Linked DNA regions of Ovis aries: region 1 is linked to region 2. Evidence: chromatin contacts called from public Hi-C data. All regions are on one chromosome and are shown on one strand. Each heading gives the region's core, a stretch centred on a gene start, on an enhancer-like site or on the middle of the called end of the contact. The rest is flanking DNA. Distances are from core to core; before and after follow the strand shown.

The links. A called contact is a pair of places that touch in the nucleus more often than the background predicts.
Region 1: a Hi-C map of liver shows a contact between it and region 2, with 3 times the contacts expected there. The contact joins two enhancer-like sites. A contact is called at or near these places in 2 of 16 Hi-C or Micro-C datasets (both in liver).

Annotation. Positions count from the first base shown.
Region 1 is chr18:45,394,518-45,401,899 of ARS-UI_Ramb_v3.0, forward strand. All of the region lies in intron 10 of MIPOL1 (mirror-image polydactyly 1), which reads left to right. Among named protein-coding and RNA genes, the nearest start is that of FOXA1, 110 kb to the right of the region's middle. Within about 2 kb of position 5,409, at least 3 of the 54 cell types and tissues checked have an H3K27ac peak or open chromatin away from gene starts, as enhancers often do. A contact at or near this core is called in liver, where this site is marked.
Region 2 is chr18:45,241,087-45,248,604 of ARS-UI_Ramb_v3.0, forward strand. MIPOL1 (mirror-image polydactyly 1) reads left to right here. Exons shown (of 18, transcript XR_009597113.1): 5 at 370-475. Among named protein-coding and RNA genes, the nearest start is that of MIPOL1, 81 kb to the left of the region's middle. Within about 2 kb of position 2,870, at least 2 of the 54 cell types and tissues checked have an H3K27ac peak or open chromatin away from gene starts, as enhancers often do. A contact at or near this core is called in liver, where this site is marked.

The sequences.
Region 1 (7,382 bases), core at 4,159-6,658, 160 kb after region 2:
ATAGTATACTCAGCAGCAGTACATCTTATCCTAATCCACTATTTCAATCCAAAGCTAGCTAAATATTGGATTGTAAGGACAATAAAAATTTCCCTGCTATATCATTTAACTGTCAGTTTGTTGGATTGGTTGGTTTGTTTGTTTTGATGATTTACTTGCTTCAAAGAGATCTAGAAGTTATATTTGTCACTCTCCAAAGTAAACCTCTTATAGGCAGTGATTATCAGAATATAGATGGATGTTGAAGTACTATAAAACCTAGTACTTATGATTTCAAACCTTTTCTTATTATCTGAAAATATTTCAGTTTATCCTAATGTCTTATAAGAATATAAAATCTTTTTGAAAATAAGTGTGAGTATATGAAAACTCACCTCATAGGCTACCTTCAAGGAATTGTCTTTACAGTCGAATCATTCTTCAAAATTGTGACTAATGGGGCTTCCCTGGTGGTCCAGTGACTAAGATCTTGCGCTCCCAATGCAGGGGGCCTGGGTTCGATCCCTGGTCAGCTCACTAGATCCCACATCTGCAACTTGACACAGCCAAATAAATAAATAAAAATATTTAAAAAAAATAAAATTATAACTAATGTTCTTTTGTGTATTTGCATAATATTTACATATACCTTTACCATTAAAAAGAAATACTACAATAAGGTGTACTTTGTTGACTGAAAATTTATTCTGGAGATACATATAATACAAAAAGTGGACTCATCATGAAAATATAAAATTTGAAATAAAACATTAGTTTTAAAAACTGATGAATTGTTATCTGGGGAGTCTTTAACATAGAGGATAGAGTGAAAAATAGGTGAGACATAAGAGCCTCTCAGACCAAGGCTGTAGGTTAGTTCTCCAGAAAGGGACCTCAGCTGTCAGGTATGTCTTTGCTAAATAAAGCTGAGTAAACTTCATTCTCAAACTTTCCAGAAGAGTAGGAATCTTAGTCTGTTTTATTCCTTGCTCTCCCCATAGTGCCTAGAACTGTGTCTAGCACAAAGTAGATATTGTATAAATATTTGTTGAATGAATGAGTGATGACAGTGAAAATGAGCCTATCCTCAACCAGACCAGAGTTTCCACACATTGGCCTTTCAGCAATCAGATCATCAGTTATTCCCTCTCTTAGATTCAGAAAACACTTGTCAGTAAGAGAACACTAAATAGTCTCTCCCTCACCTACTTTACAAAGATCTGACGGTTTCTTTTTAGCACTAGCCGACTATGCAAGCCTGTAATGAGTTAAATATTTTCCACAAGGTTTTTCTCATACCACCTTGATACACACATAGTGTGTGCTGATATACACCATCATTAGCTACAACATCCACTATAGATCAAATCCTGTTCCTTTTCAAGACTCAAATTAGACATAATGTCTTCTAAGAAGCTCCTATACTCCCTACCCTTCAGTCTGTCTGAGCTGGGTGCCCCTGCTAGGTACTGCCACAGCTTCTTTTACTTGTCTTTTTTAATTTCCCAACCAGACACTTTTGAAGAAACATATTAGAATTGAATCCCTTAATGGCATCACATCATATGTTTTGGTTTCAGAAGTTAGTTGTCTGGTAAAGTGTAATTGATGCTATTTATCATACATTATAATATGCAATTATGTATCAGAGCTGGCAAAAAAAAATATTCTAAATTTCTAGGTAAGGTACTCATCTATTTAGGGAAGTAACCCAATTTACTTTTTTGCATTTACATGAGTCATTGGTCACCTGTGCAAATTTTAAGTTTATTCCAGTGAGTTTTTTGTGACCATTTAAAAGTGAGGCCCATGACATGCGCCTGCTGGCCTGCCCCTAATTCTTGTCTGATCTGCATCCCTGGCCAAATTCTGAGAAGTAGGGCAATACCATTATATCACATAATATATATCAAAATGAATATAGACATATTTTCAAGAGACATAAACAGAAATACTAATTTTAAAGCATACATATTCTATGCCATCTTTCCAAACTTTAGTATGTAGAGCTTAGCAATGTAAAAATGAACTCCTTTTAAAGTTGGAAATAGTGCCTTACAGTTGGAGTATAAGTCCATCTAGTCAAGGCTGTGGTTTTTCCAGTGGACATGTATGGATGTGAGAGTTGGACTATAAAGAAAGCTGAGCACCGAAGAATTGATGCTTTTGAACTGTGGTGTTGGAGAAGACTCTTAAGAGTCCCTTGGACTGCAAGGAGGTCCAACCAGTCCATCCTAAAGGAGATCAGTCCTGGGTGTTCATTGGAAGGACTGATGTTGAAGCTGAAACTCCAATACTTTGGCCACCTGATGTGAAGAGCTGACTCATTTGAAGACCGTGATGCTGGGAAAGATTGAGGGCCGAAGGAGAAGGGGACAACAGAGGATAAGATGGTTGGATGGCATCACCGACTCAATGGGCATGGATTTGGGTAGACTCCAGAAGGTGGTGATGGACAGGGAGGCCTGGCGTGCTGCACCTCCTGGGGTCGCAAAGAGTCGGACACAACTGAGCGACTGAACTGAACTGAATAGTGCCTTACTCTCTCAAAGCACCATGTTATTAAAGACCTCCTAGAAAGGGTTTTAGGAAAGATTCAGAAACCTTTCTTTCATATAATTGGTTCATCTAATAATATCTTAAAAAATTAACTTCATATGTCACTGATAGTAGGTGGCTATTTCTGTTCTATGCACTAGCCATGTCAGGCCAAAAAAAATGTATGAACATTCCTTTCAGACCACCACAAAGTAAAGTAAACAGGTCATCCAGGTATTGTTAAACCCAGTGTTTCCACCTCAAATCTGGCACATTCGTAAAATTTTTTCATTCTGAAAGCTTAACTTTAAACTTTTTTGCTTTCACACTTGTTTTTAATTTTCAATTTTAATCCTTTTGATGTAGGATGCCTCTTAAAAGGCCATTAATTTAATACAATGCTTTGAGTCACAGGTTCTTATTTGATACTTAGGAGAATAATTTGTGGCTTTCTGTAGTTAGACTATTAAAATTCATACTTTGTAAAACAGTATTTGGTAGTAAATTTAGTGTTAAATTTTTAGATGAAATGAGCCTCATTTCTAGAAAGAGTCTAAACAGTTATCAATATTCCAATGAAATTTAAACCTGAAAAGATTTCTTCCAAATTTAAAAAAGTTGTCAGGTTTGTTTGTTTGTTTTTGCCCAACCACAAGTTAGAGTAAGTGAAACAGGAGGGCCTAAGAATTCAGAAATTAAAAAGGTAAAGGTGTAAAACTCAACCTTTATTGTGTTGAATAGAAAGCAAAAATCCAAATGCCTTCTGATTTTTACAGGGCATGTAGCAACTCTGTAGCAACAGAAACTTTATAACATTTCCTGATGACAGAAGCCTACAATGAGTTTTGAAAAAGTCTGGTGCAGTGTTTAGTAAAATGCAGAGGCTAGGTTGTTTTATGCTTTGAGTTGGCATTTTGCCGAGAAGAGAAGAGAAGTTGGTGATTTGTTTTCCCCTCTTATGTTTAAGTAACAGAGTACTGATTAAAATGAGCATTTTTTCATATTCTCATTTGGTCTTTTTCTGAGCAGGATACCCAGTAAAATGAAATCCAGATGCTTTTACACCTACATACTGTATTGCTGAGCAAATCATTTATGGAAGAGAAGGCAAGATAAAGTTGCTTTTAAGAGTCCTTTAGCATATCAGTTTGATAACTAGCAAAACACCTCTACTGCCATTAAATATTTACCAAGACTCAGCTTTGGGCAGGGAGGCAGTTTGGTGCAACAAATTTGACTCTGTGCAATGCCATTGATTAGCTATCAGAAGGACATAGTTAATAAATAACTTTAGGTATTACAGAGCACTCTACATTCTTGTCAAATATTTTCTCTGAAGATGACCTAAAAAAAAGTCAGTTACAACCAGCATTCACCCCAGCGATGATTGCACAAGCACAACTATGAAAGAAAGAAAGGCCAGGCAAATCAGTTGAGCAGTAAGTACTTAGGCAATCTTTCCTAGTGACTGTTGTCATTGCCGCTGGACTTTAGAACTGAACATGTTTACATTTAATTAGAAAGGACACACAGTTTACAGCACAGTAGCTATCAATATCGGATCAGAATTGATTTCCGCTTTCTCCCCAGTGATTGCTTCCTTCAAGCTAATTAAAAAAGGCATATAACCAAAATGACTCACATAAATTTTAAAGCAAAGTAAACAATATTTCCTGGAGACCAAAACAAAAGTAAATGACATTCAACCTGATTATTAGCTACATTTTTTTTAAAGAATTCTGATGCCTATAAATGTGATATAAGGCACGTTTAGTGTTTTTCAGCCTGCTGATAAATCACATATTCCCTTCTGAAGAAACCTGAATGAGTGCTTTACTGAGTTCTTTAGCTCTCAAAGAACAATAACCTTACTTTTATCTTTATAATCCCTAAGACATATAGATAAGGCGGTCGGATAGAAGCTTGCACTGATTTTATTCATGTCTTCAATTTTCACATATTATACAGAGAAACTGCTACAAATATAACAATAATTATCAAATTGATTTCCTTTTAAATAAGTTATATAGAGCACATGTGTAATTTGCTAAAATTAAGGGAATCATTCTGGTATATGTGAGTGTATGTAGTATGTACACACCTAGAAATGTCCGACTCTTTATGACCATGCCCACCAGGCTCCTCTGCCCATGGAATTTCCTAGGCAAAAATACTGGAGTGGGTTGCCACTTCCTACTCCAGGGAATCTTCCCAACCCAGGGATAGAACCCACATCTTTTGTGTCTCCTGCATTACCGGGCATATTCTTTACCACTGCACCACCTGGGAAGCCCTGTATGTGAATAACACATAGCCAAAATTATCAGCAAAATTATGAAAAAAGATATTTTCTTATAACTCTATTCATTATAAAGGGAACTCTTAAATTTCACAAGCTAACATTTGTTGATTATGCTATATTATGGTAAAAATTGATTTCAAAATTAAAGATATAAAAGAAAGTAAGGGAGACAGAACGATTACCCACCGGAAGAACTGTGTTACAGCCCTCCTTCTTTTTCTATGCATCTGCCTTATAATCCCTCATCTAGAATGCAAGGCCGTCAAGATGTAAGGAAACGCAGAATGATTCAGATTAGAAGCAGGCCTTAAGCAACATTCATTAGTCAGTTTGCAAATATTAAGCAGTTCTTCCAGGCACTAAAGATAAAGGTAGTGAGCAAAATCTCTGTATGATCAGACATTTTTATCTGCTTTGGTTACTATTATATCCCCAAGCTTTTAATGTATACTCAGTACTCTATATGTTTAGTTGCTCAATAAGTATTTATTAAATGAATGACTCCTTTCAGACATTATTTCATTACGAGCAAATATTCACTCATCCACCAGAGGGGAGTCCAGTAGCACTTGTATCTAGTATTCCAGGAAAACTGCTGAAATCCACAGCAGTACCATGGTAGATGAGAGTCAAGGTGAAATCCCCCTCCAGAGGAGAATAATTCGTGGGAGCTATTTTTGCTTGCTTTTCTTTCTTTCATTTTCTTTTTAAATCTTAGGCTTTTTCTTATTGTTAGTGTTCACAAAGCAATCAACCTGGAAGCCGCATTGCTTAACTATAGACCAGTACGTATCCATAACTTAGATTCTGCAGGGCACACACCAATCACAGAGATTCGAGTCAGCCATTAAAACATTAAAAAAAAAAAATTAAGAACCACATGAAGCAGACCGTCAGTTCCACAAATATTTATTAAATCCTTTTCTGGGCACTAGAGATCAAATGGTAGGCTGCAGTCCATGGGGTCGCCAAGAATCGGACACGACTGAGTGACTTCACTTTCACTTTTCACTTTCATGCATTGGAGAAGGAAATGGCAACCCACTCTGCTGTTCTTGCCTGGAGAATCCCAGGGACGGGGGAGCCTGGTGGGCTGCTATCTATGGGGTCACACAGAGTCGGACACGACTGAAGTGACTTAGCAGCAGCAGCAGCAGAGATCAAATGGTGGGGGGGAAAAAATTGCTTCACAGCTATCCAGTTGAAAGGTCAGAGTACTATAGGAACACGTGAGAGGATCAGCTAATCTGGACAACAGGTCAGATTTCTTAGAGAAACTCATATCCATGCTGAGATCTAAAGGATGAGTAGGGGCTAGATAAGTAACAGAGAATAAGGTCAGTGTTCTGGGAGATATGAAAGCTGTTCATTCTGGCCTGGAGTGTAGAGATTAAATAGGTGAATAATGAGAAATGAGCTAGAAAGAGAGGCATGAGGAGCTTTGTAAGTGATGCTTAAGGAATTTGGACTTTACCCTCAGAGCAGTGAGGAGTCATTGAAGAGTTTTAATCCATGTAGTCACACATTCACATTTGTGCTTTAGAAAACTCACTCAAGGCAAAGAACAAGTGAAGACTACTGCAGTAATCCACTTAAGAAAATAATGGCAGACACTCTAAATTTATGATAATGGTAATGGGGCTAGAAAGAAATACTGGAAAGATACAAGGGAGATTTAAGTTTAAATCAAAAGGATTGATTAGATTGTATGTGAGAAATAGATGTCAAGGATGATGCATAGGTTTTGAGCATGAACACTAGCAGTACCCAGTGAGAAGACAGGGAAAGAAAGGGCTGATTTGTAGAGGAATATAAAATGAGATCATGAGTTTAGTTTTTAGATATACTGAGTTGTAGATATTTGTAGGATGGCCAAGTGAAGATGTCTACTAGGTGCTTGTGTAGATCTGCTGCTGAGGATAGAAATCTGAGTTGGAGAGAAAGACTTCTGAGTTGGGAGTCATTAGCGAAATAAATGATTGAGTGAAACCATGGGACTGAGTTAAAATCAAGGGAGAGGGTCTAGAAGTGAGAAGACAACAACAGTTAAAAGTTGGGTAAAGAAAAAGAAGCTCCCAGAGGAGATTAAGAAGTGTCAAGAAATACTTTTGATGAAGCAGAAAAGCCAAAATGTATTTTTATAGAAAGCATTTTCAGAAAGAATTGGCTTCTAATAGATAGTAAAACATAGAGATTGAAAAATGAGCAACATCATCGTTGGAGCAGCTGTGGATAGAGCAGATAGCAGAGCTTTGAATAGAATTTGAGGTGAAGATAGCAAGCACAGACAGTTTGATTCTAAATGAGATGATCCCAAAGTAAGTCCAAGAAAAATCTCATCTTTTAGACCAGACTAGCATACCTTTGAACTTAGTCAGAATCTCTGGTAGAAAACAGAACAAAGCAAAAAACTTCATAAATGGAATATCTGAGCCAAGGAAAATAAAGAAAATGTGAGTTCTAGAACTTTATTTCCCAGATTTGAAAAGAAATGAAATCACTCAGTCGTGTCCAACTCTTTGCTACCACATGGACTGTAGCCTACGAGGCTCCTCCATCCATG
Region 2 (7,518 bases), core at 1,620-4,119:
TGTAATTTGTGCCATCCTTTATTTTATTACAATGGTCCCTTCCAAGCTTTTTGCTTTAAGACAAAGAATTTATCAGATTGCTTTTTGTTGCAGTATATTTAATAATAATAATATTCCTTCTTTAATTTCATTTGCCTATTAAGTATATATATTAAAATGTTTTTATAATTTTATGTCATTTCAGGTAATTATTATTTTGTAAATTATCTTAAAACAATAAAGATTGTTTTTTCCCAAGAGTTACACATTCATCAAGTTAATATGTTATTCCATAAGGGTTTAGAGAAAGTAAAAATTAACACTGGGATTAATTATATTTATGCAAGAGATATATTCGTAAGAATCCATGTTTTATTCAATGTTTTTTAGCTTCAAGAGAAACTGAGTAAAGAGGATAAAGAACACAGAAAATTGAAGCTTAAACTGGAACTCCAAGAAAAAGCAACAGAAGCTCAAATTGCTGAAAAGACAGCAGGTATCGCATATGAGTATTAACATATGGCATTAAAAATCATATGCAAAGCTGTTATCTGATGTGGCTTGGTGAATACTAGCATGCTAACTTATTTGCCAAAGGAGGGAAAGCTCTGGCTCTTTTTTTTTTTTTTTTTGGCTGCTTAGAAAATAGGTGGCTTTAACATCCTGGTACTGGTATTAGTGAGAGCTTTACCTGTATTCATACTGATTTGGGCATTAAATGCATTGTTAACACCATGTCAATCCAATCACAAAAAGGTTGTTTGTTTTGTTGGAAGGGCCTGAACAAACAAGGGGAAATAATGATTACCAGTGCCTCTACCTTTCATCCCAGCAGTTCAGATACCACTTATTGTTTTAGCTTGTTGAGAGGAAATACTTCTTTGTATGAAGATAGTCATATATTCATTGCCAGTGGAAACCTACATTTGATTCAAAAATCTGTTTTGTGAAGTTAATTTTCATCTGATGACATGGATGATGATGAAGATAATGTCTTCCCTGAAAAGATTAAAGTAAAGGATTGCCTGAGTTTAAAATTATAAATGACTGCCTAAAATATGTTTTGGAGTCTATGTTCATTCACAAGCCTTTGTAAGGAGAAAATTTTAAAAATGTATCTGTGATGTGTTACAGATATGGTCAAGTATCTCTGATGGATTCTTTCTCTTGCTTTCTCTCCTTCCCTAAATCACTGTATAAATCACTTAACCTGGTTGCCTTATATGAAAGAATTCTGGTGTTTTAGGTCAGATACAAATTAATAGGTATAATATGTCTTTAAAACATTACTGTGCAAAGTAGAACATCACTAAGAAAATATAACAAAGATGTTGAGAAATAAGTATTCCAGCCAAATACCAGATATTTGTTTTTCGATTAATGTTAAACTACTATGAATTTTCTGTTTCTTTTTTAGTGGGAAAATATGAAAGTAATGTATTTTAAGGAAAATTAACAGTATGTTAAAATGGGTAGTTCAAATATAAATTTAGAACACTTAAGTTTTTGGCTTTTTATAATCAAATATGTGTACTAATTGCTGGAATGGTATTATAAGAAGTACATCTGTTTTTAGTGTTTGCATTATAATTTAAGTTTGTATATGTCTTTCAGATATAATTTATTAAGGTTTAGGCCATTGTGATTTATTGAAAATCATGAATTAATATGTCTACATAGCTCATTTATCTCTTGGAGGGGAAAACTGATTAAGCATTAATATTCACTCTTTAAACTTTTGTATAGTATAGCTAATCGTATACTTTAAATATTTATTTATTGGTATATATTTAAGGGTTCCCTATGACTAAACAGTATGAATCATGCCTGCATAAGATGGAAAGAATTTGATTGCTTTATCATTCTTGTTAATCAAATTTTCTCATTAATGACAAAATACTTTAATGTTGAATGTTTGAAAGATGTTTAGTATATTTCTATAACATCCTAAGTTGATGAAAATGAAAGTGCTATATAGTTTCTCTGGAGCTAACTAATACTGTTTTAAATCAAAATATTCTATATTAAAAGAATGCTAAAACATCTGGACATTGAAAATTGAAAATAGGATACAAAAATGTACATCTATAGTTTTTTTCAAATAAAATTATAATTAAAATATGTGATATTCTCAGGAAATAGCCATTTTCTTTAAGTATATGATTTGTAAATATTTGTATAAATAAGAATATTTGTATCAGTATTAGTTATGATAGCAATAAATTCAGGTACATTTATGGTATGAGACATCATGCAATAATTTAAAACCATTTATGAAGAATATTTAATGATATGAGAAAAACTTTGTGACTCAAAGTTAAATGAAAATTAGGGGGAAGCTGTATTCTTGATATAATTTTTGTTAAAAAACTGTATGTACATATATGTAATATAACATTAGAGTCAAATTTTGGTTTGGTGAATGGATGTGTAAGTGCTTCAGTTACCAGTTTTCTGCCTTTTTGGGTTTTTTGCAGTGAGTGTGTAGTATTAGAAATAGTAAATGTTACTTTTAAAAGATGTGATTTTTTTGTTGTTACTTGCTCTCTAATCTTAAAATCATTCCTGCGATAGGTTTGACACATAAAGATTATATAAACCAAAATTCTGTGAAGTCCATGTAATGGCTTTGATCAAATCTTGCCATTTTACCTATGTTGTTTTTCTTGTCTTTCTGAATTTCCCCTTATTTATTTTTTTGTTTCTATTATGTAACTTATATGTATTAGTTCATCTTATCTCCCCCCAGTTGATTGTATGATTCATAAGAATAAGAATCATGTATAATCAAAACCATATAAAAACAAACGTTCCCAGTACTCTGTGAGACAGATTGAAGCAATGGGAAGACTATAAGCTTTGAAATCAGATGGACTAAGGTTCAAATCACAGCTTTGACCCTTAATACCAACCATGTGCCTTTGGGCAAGTTACTTATTAGCCTCTCCCGGTTTACTTTCTCCCATGTCAGATGTAAATATTAACTAATTTACCAGATTATTTTAAGGATTAGAGATAATGTATAGAAGCACCTAGGGTATAACTGGTACTCAGTAAATTGTAGCTAATATTAATATTTGGTTACTATTATCTTTATGAAATTCTTAAACCTTTGATAATGTCAAGTCATGATAATATTTTTATTCTGTTTAGCTTTCAGTTAGAATTTATAGTTTACTGTTAATAGATTTTAAGAGGTAAATAAAGAGAAAAGTGAAAGAAGAAGGTTTGGAAACCAGGATTGGATGATGAGAAAAATTCCCGAAAAATATATTATCACTAATACATTTTACTTAAATATGGATCTGATGAAATAGGATGCACAAGGTTTGGGTTTTAATCTGATATATACTTATAGTAAACCTTCATGTAGACTGTTACTGTTTCCTTTGCTTCTCTGTTAGTTTTTAATGTGAATAATGTATTATCATTGTAAAGTGATTTCATGAGTTTGAAATGCAGTTGTATCCTGTATCTTGATAAAATCTCAAATGGTTGACTTTTTACCTTCCCCTTCTTTTTTGACATCGGCAGCAGAGCATCACCACCATTGAAACTTTTCGTAGGCATTTAATTGGAACTATGCTGACTTCTTTAAAAGTTAAACAAGAAATATTTATTGAAGGGTTTGTATATACTAGACACTGTGCTAGGCACTAAATATGCATCAGCAAATAAGACAGGTTTGGTATTTCAGACATGTCTTTTTGTTTGCAGTCACTTCTTATTCATAATACGTCATTGTAGTCGATGGTGGTAAATGCTTACTTAGACTTTGGATTCAGACCTTTGTTCTAATCTTTTTACTACTTATCATGTGTAAGTGACAGCCTCACTAAGATTTGGTTAAAACCTACTTAATAGGTTGCTGTGACATTTAAGTGAAATAATGTTTATGAAGTAGTTAACCCATTAGAAAGCACTCAATAAGTGGTAATTATGATGATAAGGAGATGATATTAGCATCTTGTTTCCTTAAGACTTCTTGATCTAATAGGGGGCATATCAAGTGTAGCTAATATAAGTATTTCATAGTTACTTATATATAGTTTTGTTTTTTATATTCCTTGTTTAAAATATATATTTTATTTACTTCATCTTATCCACATAGATTTTTGTTTGCCCTGACTTTTCAGAATTAACTTTGTCTGGAAAGTTTGAAAATATGAAAATTTTAAAAATCTCTACCAAAAAGAAAATAAAGGAAAATATATGCTACGTAGGTCTTACTGTGTTTTAATTCATTAAATTATACATGTGAATAATATGATGTAAATTATTGGCATGTATGACCTTCAGATACTAGGAGATATTTCAGAGAAGCACAACTGAAACATTGTCCTTTAAGTAAGTATCTTTTCTTATCTAAATAAAAGTGATTAAATCACAAACACTTCAAAATTTCATTTACTTAAATTGAGTTTGACAGAGAGTACTGTATTACCTTATTTGCATCCACTTAATTTAATTTCTCTTAGGTGAGTGATGTTATAACTTTAAAAAAAAATTTGTTAATAAACCTTTCATTTTTCTGAAACAATCTCAGTGGACGTTTTTTAGTGTTTAATGTCTTAATTTTTACTAATCTATTGTATTTATAGTATACAATGATGTGTGAATTTTTGCACAAAGAATATTGATTTAGTTTTTTTAAGTTCTTTTTGTGATATTTAGAACATTTATATTTCTTTAAAAGCCTTATTTTTCTATTTCTTAAACCCTGTCATTAGAGTCTCTCCTCTATATGTTATTTTTCTTTCTTGCATGTCATCCATTAAAGATTAGCTGTGGAAGGTTGGAGCATGGAGAGATTATGAATGACAGAACAACTGCTGTAGAATAATAATCAGTTTTTGGTATTTAATGCTGTTTGACTTTTGCAGACACATTTCTTATTAACCTTTGGTACAAAGAGAAATCCAGGTTCCTGATATCTCATGGAGAAGATGAATTTGAGATCCTCTCCCAATTAAACTGAAATAAGGCCAATATTGGGTTTTAGCCAAAAGAACTCCTTAGTTCCTTACATAAATCTATCTATTTTTTAGTTACATTTTATATATAATTCGGTGGTTACGAAGTTTGCTTAGTTAGCATACCATACTGATTCTGCAAGCATTTAATCCACCTTTTCTCGGTAAACAAGTTCTTCTCTGTGCATCCAAATTTACACTGCTAGTAAAAACAATTAAGTCTTTCTTATTACAGAGAATTTTCAATTATTTTTGGTAGAGACAAAATAAGCTTATTGTCCAAAGCATCAGAACATTGAATCCCTAAAATATGTAACTTATGTTTTTCTAGTCAGATTAATAGGTAAATGTTAAAAGTATAGAATATCATCTACTGTTGTAGCAAATATATTAAGATACCCAACTAATTAACACATAAAAGTAAAAGTTGTTGTAAGAAAATATGTATATTGTTCTCTTGTAAAAAAATTATTTGTTACTATATACTGTATCTCTGATGATGCTGATTCATATAATGATTAAGAAGAACAAGAGTCATTTAGTTTGGTATATCAGAAGAACAGAAAATAGCAAACTATTCATTTTAAGAAATAATACACATTGGAATTCCATTTCTCTCTCTATATATAATGGGCGTTGGACTTCCCAGGTGGCACTAGCGGTATAGAACCTGCTTGCCAATGCAGGAGACGAAAGAGGTGCAGGTTCAATCCCTGGGTCAGGAAGATCCCTGGAGGAAGGCATGACAACCCACTCCAGTATTTTTGCCTGGAGACTCTCATGAACAGAGGAGCCTGGCAGTCTCCACGCCATAGGTTCACAAAGAGTTGGATACGACTAAAGTGACTTAGCATGCACGTGTGCATAATGGGCATTAATAAAATATGCTAGCCTTCAATTTAAAACCTAAATGCTGTAACAGTATTAATATAATGATACACCACATATATCTCTGTTGCATATTTATTAATTTGGAAGAAAAAAGGATTTCAAGAATATGGCTAGTTATTTCAGATTAAAACAAAAAGGTCCATATCTGTGAAATGCAGCAAGTAGAAATATTGATAGAATGCAAATTATATTACTATCTTTGGCTGTAGAATCCTTTGAGTATTAAAATTGTAATGAGTGCTAGGTCAAATAATGCTTACAGGTAGACTATGGCCAATTTTATAACCTCCCTCCCTAGAAAAGTTTGTATTTTTCTGGAAACAACAAAATGAACATGAGAAAACAAAAACCGTTATACATAACAATAACCAACAATTGGGAATATTTTACTAGGTGTGGCATGCTATGGACTTTAGCATGATATCAAGCATTTGAGAACTTATCATGCAGTTTGGGTATTTAAAATAAAAATAACAAAAGACTTCTCAAAAAATGATTCCTGACTTTTTCCATATGTTTAATTAATTCTAAAGAGGAAAATGTTTAGGTAATAATTATATTTCACAGAATTTTCCCATTGATGTCTATTAAAATTTAAAGTGTATATTCTGTGCAGAAAATAGGTTAAATACCCCTTAAAATTATATTTCAAAAGTGCATAAAATAATTGATTTTAATACTTCAGAGATAAGCTTATCTCTTTCACAGTAAAAATTGTAGCTAATATCAAGATATATTGAAGGTTTGAATGTAAAGATCACATTTTTAGAAAGTGTTTTATATAGTCTTTGCATTATTTTTACTAAATACATGTATGAAGTGATGGCAGGTTTTGCCAGAAAGTTGCTGTTTTATAGTTTTGCTCCTTAGTATTTTGTATAATTTTCTGATTAATCTTTGGCAGTTTCTATACTCTTGGAAAGTATAAATTTATAGCAAGTTTACAGAGGAAAATTTTAAAACATAGTAAAAAGCTTAAAAAGCTGATTTTTAATGTAGTAATCATACTTCTAGGAATTTTCCTAACTCATTGTCTATGTACATACATAAAGATTTGTGTAGAAAGATGTTCATTACAGTGTTGTTCATATAGTGAATAATTGGAAATGGTGTAAAATCTTATTTTAGGAGCATCCTGGTTCAGTCAAATATGTCATGTCCCTATGATAAAAGTCTATTCTATTCTATTTTATACCTTTGATGAATACTAAATAATTTGAAAACATGTTCTATTTATCTTAAATATACACAGAAAGTTACAAAACTATGCAAAATATTTCTGTCTCCACATTTTTACAGTGAGTGTGTATTATTTTTCAATCAAAAAAAGTTATTTACAGAATAATCATGTAAAATGTTGAACATTTATTTCAGTTTTAGAAAAATAATATTCTGGTTTACTAAAGAAGTTCTGAAGAAATAAGCTGAATTCAGCAATGTAATGCCAAGAACAAAACCACCAAACTACTTAAAGTATGTTGGTTAGTTCCCTGCTGGTGTGTGATATTTACCACCTGTGTTTAATTTACAATAAACAACTTATGCCAAGAAAGAGAAATTATAGATTTTAAGGAAATTAAGACATAGTGTATTATTTGTGGTTCTGGAATGTATACATATTGTGATTTCATAAAAACATTAAATATTATTTGTGAGGAATTCATTTAACCACATG